2 separate regions of the Sus scrofa genome follow, and region 1 is linked to region 2. Evidence: chromatin contacts called from public Hi-C data. All regions are on one chromosome and are shown on one strand. Each heading gives the region's core, a stretch centred on a gene start, on an enhancer-like site or on the middle of the called end of the contact. The rest is flanking DNA. Distances are from core to core; before and after follow the strand shown.

Region 1 (4,469 bases), core at 1,286-3,785, 34 kb after region 2:
AAAGATCTGGCTTTGCTTTGTGGTCCATACTAGTGCTTTTGTTTTCTATATCATCAATTTCTTCTTTTCATTATTACCTTCCTTCCACATTCTTTGAATTTACATGTAATACATTTTAAAATTCTTTGACATTCTCTGCTCATAAATTTTCCATTATTTCTTCTTACCTAATATCACCAATAAGGTTACAAATTTTCTAAATACTGCTTTAGTTCTCACCTCCGCCACCCGCCCCACCAATCTGGAATTTTTTTTACATGTATTCTTATTTTTAGTTTGATCTATATAGTTTTCATTTGTATCTGATTTTTTTTTCTGTCTTTTGTCTTTTTAGGGCTGCAGCCACAGCATATGGAGCGTCTCAGACTAGGGGTCTAATTGAAGCTATAGCTGCTGGCCTACACCACAGCCACAGCAATTCGGGATCCAAGCTGCGTCTGTGACCTACACCACAATTCACAGCAACGCCAGATCCCTAACCCAGTGAGTGGGGCCAGGGATCAAACCCACAACCTCATGGTTACTAGTCGGGTTCATTAACCACTGAGCCATGACGGGAACTCCTGATTTCATCTTTGAGTAGTTTTCTAGAAATATGCTTAAATATCCAAATATTTGGAGTTTACACAGCTCTTGCCTGGGATCAGAGAACATGGTCTGTGTGAAATTGATTACTTGATTTCTGTTGAGATTTGTTTGGGGTCTAATAGGTCATTTTTTTAATAAATGTTTCTTGTGTGCTTGAAAGTAACATTAAAGTGCTATGGTGTTCTATTAGCCTCGACTAGGAATATTAATAGTATTAGAAATCTTCTAAATCATTTTTTTTTTGGCTGTTTGGTCTATTAGTTACTGAAAGAGGTTTTAAATCTCCCACTGTGATGAAGGATTTGGCAATTTCTCTTTGTATTCTGACACCTTTGCTTCATACATTTTAGGCCTTATTTTTTTAACTTCTAACATACAAATTTGGAATTGTTATATCTTAGAAAATTGTTTCCATCATTTTGTGTTGAGCCTCTTTATCTCTAATAGTGTCCCTAGCCTTAAAGCCTATTTTTTGTGACTATGCTATGAATATATCTTTTGGTTAGTTTTTCTCTCATATACTTTTTCCCATCTTTTTACTTTTGATTTCCTTAGGTTTTAAATGTCCTCTTGTAAACAGCAGAGCTGCATTTTATTTTTCTTGGCCAATTTGTTCATCTGTTTTAACAGGTGAATGTAAAACATTTAATACCTCTGGTTTTGTACCATTTATATACCATTCTTTTCACTTTGCTTTCCCTTTTCTCTTTTTCTATCTATTACATTTTTTTAATACCCTTTACTAAACTTTTCTCTTTTATGCATTGACATATACTTTCTATTCTTTGAGTGATCCCTCTGAAGTGTTTGAAATACATACTTGACTATACAAAGCCAGGTAATTATCAGTTAGCTTTATCCTCTTCCTCTCCAATAAATCAAGCTTCTTAAAACACTTGACCTCTGACCCCCCTCCCCAGTCCTACATGTGCCATGCTCCTGTGCTATGCTCCAGACTCATCAGCACCATTCTTGTTCCACAGCAGGTGTTTGTTTAGATCCACTTCCCATTTTACCAGCTTAGTAGCTTACCATTTTTCTAATTTCTTCTCCTTAGAGTTGGGCAAATTCACTACAGAGTGTCTAGATGAGTTTTTATTTATTCTGTTCTGGATGTTATATGAGGATCCTGGTTTTTAATCAATTTTGGAAGTTTTTCTCCAGAGCTTCACGGTCTTTTCTCTCCTTCTGGAATGCTAATTAGACCTGTGAATTCTCACTTTGCCATTTCTGTCACTTATTTTATACCATGTAAACATGGTTTGTTTTCCAGGTAATTGCTTCTGCTCTCTCATCCACTTCAGTGATTTTCTTTTTTGCTATATCTAACAGGGCTTGCTTGCCTCGTCCTTCTGAGACCTGAATTTCAGTAGCTGTTTTTCAATTCTAGAAATTCCTTCTAAAACCTCTAGGTTCCTTTTCAGTGTCTTGCTGTCTTCATGTTTTAATGCTCACCCAACCCCCCACAATGACCACTACCTTTTTCTTTCTCTAACCATATGCTCCAGGATGAAGACTTCTGGTTCACTGTTGTCATCCCCAATGCCTCATACGGTCCCTGGAACAGAAAAGACTCTGAGCGAGGGCTGTCTGACGCCTTGGTTACAGTGGAAACAGAAGGATGCTATGCCGCAGCCTGGCCAGCTCTCCCCACCGCCAGACCAGCCAGCCTGCTCCCTGGCCTTGCTGGCGTCCATTCTCCCCTCACCCTGGGCCTGGGGGAGCCCACCTCGCCTGCCCCTGCACAGGCCGTGACGTCACAGGACTGTGACGCTCACTGGGCGCCTCCCCTCCTTCGCAGTGTGGGGTTGGGGGTGGGGGCGGGAATGCAGGCTCCCTGCGCCGTGATGTCACGGGCCCGGGCGGGCAGATTTTGCGTCGGCCCAATGGGAACGGCGCGCTGGCCTCCCCTTTAAGGAATGTTATGACCTGACGTCACCCGGGCGAGTTACCTCCCCGAGCCGCCGCCGCTGGGCTCAGCGCGAGCCCCAGAGCCCTTGAGCGGGAGACGCGGAGCCCCCGGAGCCCCCAAACCACAGCCACCTCCCCGCCTCGCGCGACCGGGAGCCCCGGCCTGCGCGCTCCGCCGGGCCTGTGCGATGCCCTCAGACCGGCCTTTCAAGCAGCGGCGGAGCTTCGGTGAGGCCCGACTGGCGATCTGCGAGCGCTAGGGGTGGGGGCGTGGGGGGGTCGGGGGTGTTGGCAGATCTACTTGTCTGCCGCAGGTGACGTCAGCTTCATGACGTCAAGCTCGGGTTGGACCCCTGGGCTGGGAAGCAGGCTAGGGCCTGGGCCCGGGCCTCCGCCTCCCATCCCAGTGCTGTGCCCCGGCCCTGGCCCTACCTCCACCCGCCTGGGGCTTGGCGGGGGGCGGGGCGGGGTCGGGGGCCGCCCCTCGGGGACTAGTGGGGCGGAACCCAAGGAGAACCTCGGCTGGCCTCATCCCCGACTGCTGTCTGCAGCCGACCGCCGTAAGGAGGTGCAGCAGATCCGCGACCAGCACCCTAGCAAGATCCCGGTGAGTCCTACCGCATACCCCGCCCCCGTCCCCTGGCCCCAGGTCCAGCCTCCCGCTCACGCGTCCCCGCCCCACCTCACTCCCAGGTGATCATCGAGCGCTACAAGGGTGAGAAGCAGCTGCCAGTCCTGGACAAGACCAAGTTCCTGGTCCCAGACCATGTCAACATGAGCGAGTTGGTCAAGATCATCCGGTGCGCTGGCAGCAGCTGTCAGGAGGGGGACTTGGGTCCTGCTGGGATCAGGCATTGGTCTGGGTCCTTCTGAGAAGGAAGGGGTGGGGGTGGGACATGGGACGGGGTGCCGAAGCCCTCTTCTGGGGAGGTTGGGAACGGTCAAGGTCAGGCCTGGGATCAGTATCTTGTCAGAGGTGAGAGCTTCTAGAAGGGGCTGGGATGGGTGTGAGGGGGAGAATCAAAGTCAGGGTGGGTAGGGGGTGAGGGCTACACTCACCCAGCGGCCAGGCCCCTCACGTTTGGCTTGCCCTCCCGCCCACCTCAGGCGCCGCCTGCAGCTGAACCCCACGCAGGCCTTCTTCCTGCTGGTGAACCAGCACAGCATGGTGAGCGTGTCCACGCCCATCGCGGACATCTATGAGCAGGAGAAGGATGAGGATGGCTTCCTCTACATGGTCTACGCCTCCCAGGAAACCTTCGGCTTCTGAGCCAGCAGTAGGGGGTGTTGGCTGGGAGTCGGGGGCCCTGTCAGGCTCTGCCCAGGGAGCTCCTGGCACTGGAACTAAGCTGTCTCTGCCCCTGCCCCTGGTGGGTTGGACAGGGATGCTGCCACCCAGCCAGAGGGCACCTATCACCCCTACTCTGCCCCTGGATGGATTCTGGCCCAGTCATATTAGGGTTGCCCCTCCGGGTGCTGGCTGGGAGGGGGAAGAGTGGGAAGCAGCCCCCAGCACCCCTGCCCTGTGTGGTTTGTCTTTTTTTTAGACCCCTGCCTGTCTGCCCACCTGTCCCTCCCCAACCTGAGGCGCTGCCCATGCCTGGATCTGCCCACCCCTGAAGGACTGGGTCCTGGCTCACCTGGTCTTGACATGGTGTATGGCTCTGTGGTCATTGTCCCTTTGCAGAATAAAGATTGCTCAGGCCTGCCTGGCCCTTTGCCTCCAGCTGCTTGGGGAGTGGGGAGGGCTGTGGGTGGGGCTGCCCCCACCGTTGTCCTCTCACTGGTGCACAGACTTGTGTGCTGTGGACTCAGGGCTCATTCAGGAAACCCACGCCTGTGTATAGTGCATCGTGGGGGTACTAGAGGCCAAGCCCACCTCTTCCACGAGGGCAGCATGGTTCCAGGTAGACGTTTTCATAACAAAAGAAACATTTATTAAGTAGCCACAGCCTAACAAACCCTGCTCA
Region 2 (4,796 bases), core at 1,565-4,064:
GAAGAACCTTGAGAATTTACAGTCATACCTGCAGATCACTGAAACCAGCCATACTGTTATTTCCATCTGTCTTATTAAGACCTCTATTTGTCTTCTCTGTCCTAGCAACTGGTATCACACCCATATTCACTTAGTCCAGGATAACTGTCAACACTTACTGTGTCCCAAAAACTTAGATATGCTATATGCACTGTCATTTAGTCTTCCTGGCCACTCACAGAGAGGAATGATTATCTCTATTTTAAAGAAAAGAAAATAGGCTAAACGTGGTTGAGTAACTGGAAGTGTCCAGTTATTAAGTGGCAAGAGTGCAAATTGGAATTCAGGATTGTTTGATGCCAAAGACTACATGCTTAAAAAGTTTTGCTGTACTGCTACTTACAGCAACCCTGGGAGTCTTCCATGGGTTAGCTGTTCCATCTAATTGGTCTCCAAATCCTGTCGAATCCATCTCCAGAACTTCTTTTGAATCACTTCTCTCAGAGCTGCCCCATTGCCACAGCCCACATTCTTCATCCCTACCCTGGTTTGCTGTAGCAATCTCTTGTCATTGCTTCCATTCTCTCCAGTCCACCTGTGCTACCTTAGAATGCCCGTTGGAAGACTTCAGTCTCATGGTTCTCCCCTCTTAAAATTTTACAAGTTTCCTCCATTGCCACAGAATAAACTCTAATTAAAGCTCATAAGCCTGTCCACTCAAGGCCCTAACTATTTCCAAATCAGTCATGAACCCATGGATCATTGGCCATTCTCTTTTTTGCTTTTGTGACTGTGATGTTCAATTCATTCACCCCTCTCAGTACAGTTCTCTATATGTAAGATTGTGGTAATGATCCTTCTGTGCTTTTCTTCCAGGATTTTTTTTTTTTGCTTTTTGCTTTTTAGGGCTGCACCTGCAGCATATGGACCTTCCCAGACTAGGGGTCGAATCGGAGCTACAGCTGCTGATCTCCACAGCCACAACTAAACAGGATCTGAGCCGCATCTGCAACCTACACCACAGCTCCCGGCCATGCTGTATCCTTAACCCACTGAACGAGGCCAGGGATTGAACCCACAACCTAATGGGTCCTAGTCAGATTCATTTCCGCTGTGCCTCTTACAGGATATTACAGGATATTTTGAGGTCCAGTTACTACAGCCCTTCTTCCCCTTGCAAAATGTTTGTCGAATGTTTCCAGAGTTCAATAATCACTTCTTTGTGTCTTAATACTTTTTTTAAAACTTTGAAATAATTTGACTTACAGAGCTGTTGCAAATATAGTATGGAGAACTCCTCCTGCACACTCTTCATCCAGCTTTCCCCAATGTTAACATCTCATATAAGTTGACATCTGTAAAATAATGCTAAACTAAAACCTTTTTACAGATTTCACTAGTTTTTCCACCAATGTCCCTTTTCTCAGTCTCTTTCAATCTGTGACAGTTCTCATTCATTCCTTGTCTTTCCAGACTTTGACTTTTTTTTTTTTTTTTTGGGTCTTTTTGTCTTTTTCCCATTTTCTTGGGCCGCTCTCGCGGCATATGGAGGTTCCCAGGCTAGGGGTCCAATTGGAGCTGTAACCACCAGCCTATGCCAGAGCCACAACAACGATGGATCCGAGCCGCGTCTGCAACCTACACCACAGCTCATGGCAACGCTGGATTGTTAACCCACTGAGCAACCTCATGGTTCCTAGTCGGATTCGTTAACCACTGCGCCACGACGGGAACTCCAGTTCTTTTTGTGTGTGTGTGTGTGTGACTTTGACATTTTTTGAAGAGTATTGGTTGGGTACCTTATAGAGTCCCTCAAGTTTGGTTTAATGTTTTCTCATGGTTAAGGCCATGGATTTTTGTGAAAAACACCACAGATGTAAAGTGCCCTTTGCAAGATTATCAGAGGGCACATATTAGTATATCCCATAACCAGTTATGTTAACCTTGATCCTCTGGTTATGATGGTGTCTCCCAAGTTTCTTCACCATAAAGTCACTATTCAATCTTCTTAACATGCAGACGCCCCTGGAAGGAAAACCAAATCCTTACTCAACTGAACGAGGCGACAGTGGAATGAAAGTTTGGAGCTTGAATTCAGCAAGCTCCAGTGCCTCCAAGAAACTTTAAGCTGAGGCTACAGGAGATAGAGTGGGTGTAAGCCCAGTAACATAGCACAAGGTTCACTAAATGGCAGTTGTCTTAGCAAATTATTTCCTGCTAGAGAACCCAGAATTTTTTTGTGTGGAAAACTTAACATAGGGCTCTAGGAAGAAGGGTCCCCCTTTTAAAGGTGAGCAAATGAGGGACTACAGAAATTTGAAGTGGCTTCTCTAAGGCAACACAAGGGCGGCCCTGAGCTAGAGGTTCTAAGACTAAAAGACTCCCAGGCTAGCCCCGACCACTTTACCTCAGTGCCCTCATGGAATCCGGGGGAGTCGCTCACGAGACCCTATGGATTCTTGGCTCCAGTTCGAATTTCGGACTTTTTAGCGCATTTTGGCTCGGAGCCTCGCCTTGCCTCAATTCGGGAGCAAAGTGGATATCAGCAACACCCACTCCTTCAGAGTCTCTCCCCACCCTACACCCAGGACCTCCAGAGCTAGCTCAGGCCTCGGTTAAGTGTTGAAAGCCTCTTCCAACAAAGCCAACTTGCCTCTTTTCGGCATAGCTGGAGCTGGGAATTTTCCATAGCTGGATTGCTACTTTGCTGTTCGCGGACAGCACTGGGCCAATTCCCCAGGATCCGCCTACCCGCCTGCTGGCTCCTGATAGGCTACCGAGCCTGTCCGCTTTGACAGGAGCTGTGCGCAGGCGCAGAGAAGCTCCGGGACTGGGCTGAAGGCCGGCGACGAGGAGCTACAGGATCGGTCCGAGATGGTGAGTATCTGCTGGGAGCTTGTGGCCAGCGGCCGGGAGGTGGCCAACCACGACCTCCCACCACCCTCAGCCCAGAGGTCCATCCTCCCGGGCGGCATCCGCGGGGCTGGGCGCGCCGGACCGAAGCAGTCTGGAGGGCGGAACCGGGGCGGCGCGGGCCTCCTGACTCGGACCGAGGGGGCCGAGGCGGGGCCACCGGATCCAGTGGTCCCTTGACCGGAAGTAGTTGCTGGTGCCACGGGGAAGGATTGACGGAGCTGGGCACACGGGCCCCTGCATCCTAGCAACCTTGGCCTTGTTGAGCTATAACAACAATAGTGATTATATTTTCTAGAAACTTAATTCGTGCCAGACACTGCTATACGCTTTACATACCCTGGCCTGCCTCCTCACCGTAGCTCTGTGAAGTAGGTACGACCATTATCCCTGTATTACACACTCGGGATGTAAAACCCGGTGAAACTAAGTGCCCTGCCCCAGTAAATGACGGAGATGGACTTGAACCCTAGACACTTGACTGCTGCCTTTCTGTGTGATTCTTTCGAGCCGTTGAGAAATGGTGCATGAGTCAGAAACGAGCGGGATCCACCCTTGTGGTTCCTGCCTTGCTGACTGGAACTGTGGGCTCTTTATGCCTTTACAGGTTTGGTTTCTTGTGTTTTTAATCCTCCCAACTTGTAAAAAACAAAACAAAACAAAAAAAACAACAACTTGGAAAGAGCTTTTGAACGTTAAACCATGTGAATGGTTTTAAAAAATCGTATTTAAGAATTTAAAGCCTAAAAGAAAAATTGAAAGGGAATAAGAAACAGTACCATACCTGGAGGTAACGACTTATAATTAGGCAGATTACTTGTTTTGTTTTCGTCAGTTTTTGCTTTATATAGTTTAGCTGTATGTAGAATAGATACAGCTATTTATAGTTTATAGTTAGCTAGTTTATAGACTAGATGAGGTAACTTTATCATTCATATCACTTTTTAAACTGTAAAAGAAATTGACTTTTAGCAGATAATAACTGCACACAGTAAAAACAAAAAAGCATCTGAAAGGATCTAAGTGAAAATAAATCTTCCACCAAACCTTGATACCCAGCTTCAATCTCCTTTAGAAACATTAGTTCCTTTTATATGTATACCAGCATGTATATATGTCCTGTCTTTTTCTTACACTAATAGTAGCTTCCTGCAACTTCTACCATGCTATTGTGTGCTTCTACTCATGAAAGCAAAATATATTTAGATGCACATTTCAACAAATTGAAGCAGTACCAAAGTTTGTAACGTAGAAAGTATATGTAGTTCCCACCTCACTCCTCTCTGGTAATGACAGTTGGGTGTGTTTCTTTCCATATTTATTAAGTGCATAAGCATATTTATATATAACCTGTTACATGATATTGGAACATATTTATACATATTAAGTTTACTCTAGGCTATATGGGTAGATAATCTCATTTTGGAACTTACACTCTTCACTAAAAACTATCAGATATTTTTCCATGTCATTATATACAAACGTACTTCATTCTTTTAAAGGAGTGTATTTATCTTCTACTGCAGTATATACATTGAGATGTATTACAGTATTTCACTCCAGACAATGCTACAGTGCTGTTTTTGTCCTTTTTTTTTTTGCCCCACTCATGCTAGTGTTTGTGTAGCGGTAAACAGAAGTGGTACTAATGACGGGCACATTTTAAACATTTTGTAGAAACTGACAGATAGCTCTTTTGGATGGTGATATAAAAGTCATCCATAGGGAGTTCCCGTCGTGGTCCAGAGTTACGAACCTGACTAGTATTCATGAGGATGTGGATTCAATCCCTGGTCTCGTTCAGTGGGTTAAGGATCCAGCATTGCTGTGAGTGGTGGTGTAGGCTGGCATCTGCAGCTCCGATTCGACCTCTAGCCTGGGAATTTACACATTTAGTGTGCGGC

Evidence for each region. A called contact is a pair of places that touch in the nucleus more often than the background predicts.
Region 1: a contact with region 2 is called in a Hi-C map of liver, with 2.9 times the contacts expected there. The contact joins the promoter of MAP1LC3A here to the promoter of DYNLRB1 in region 2. A contact is called at or near these places in 4 of 47 Hi-C or Micro-C datasets (embryonic fibroblasts, heart right ventricle, liver and 1 more) and 2 of 2 datasets of contacts at active chromatin or transcription factors (alveolar macrophages and skeletal muscle).

Annotation. Positions count from the first base shown.
Region 1 is chr17:37,955,295-37,959,763 of Sscrofa11.1, forward strand. MAP1LC3A (microtubule associated protein 1 light chain 3 alpha) reads left to right here and starts at 2,536. Exons shown (of 4, transcript NM_001170827.1): 1 at 2,536-2,727; 2 at 3,051-3,106; 3 at 3,193-3,299; 4 at 3,607-4,211. The coding sequence starts at 2,688. The coding sequence ends at 3,769. It also overlaps a transcript of PIGU not described here.
Region 2 is chr17:37,920,658-37,925,453 of Sscrofa11.1, forward strand. It overlaps DYNLRB1 (dynein light chain roadblock-type 1), which reads left to right and starts at 2,815. Exons shown (of 4, transcript NM_001190180.1): 1 at 2,815-2,856. The coding sequence starts at 2,854.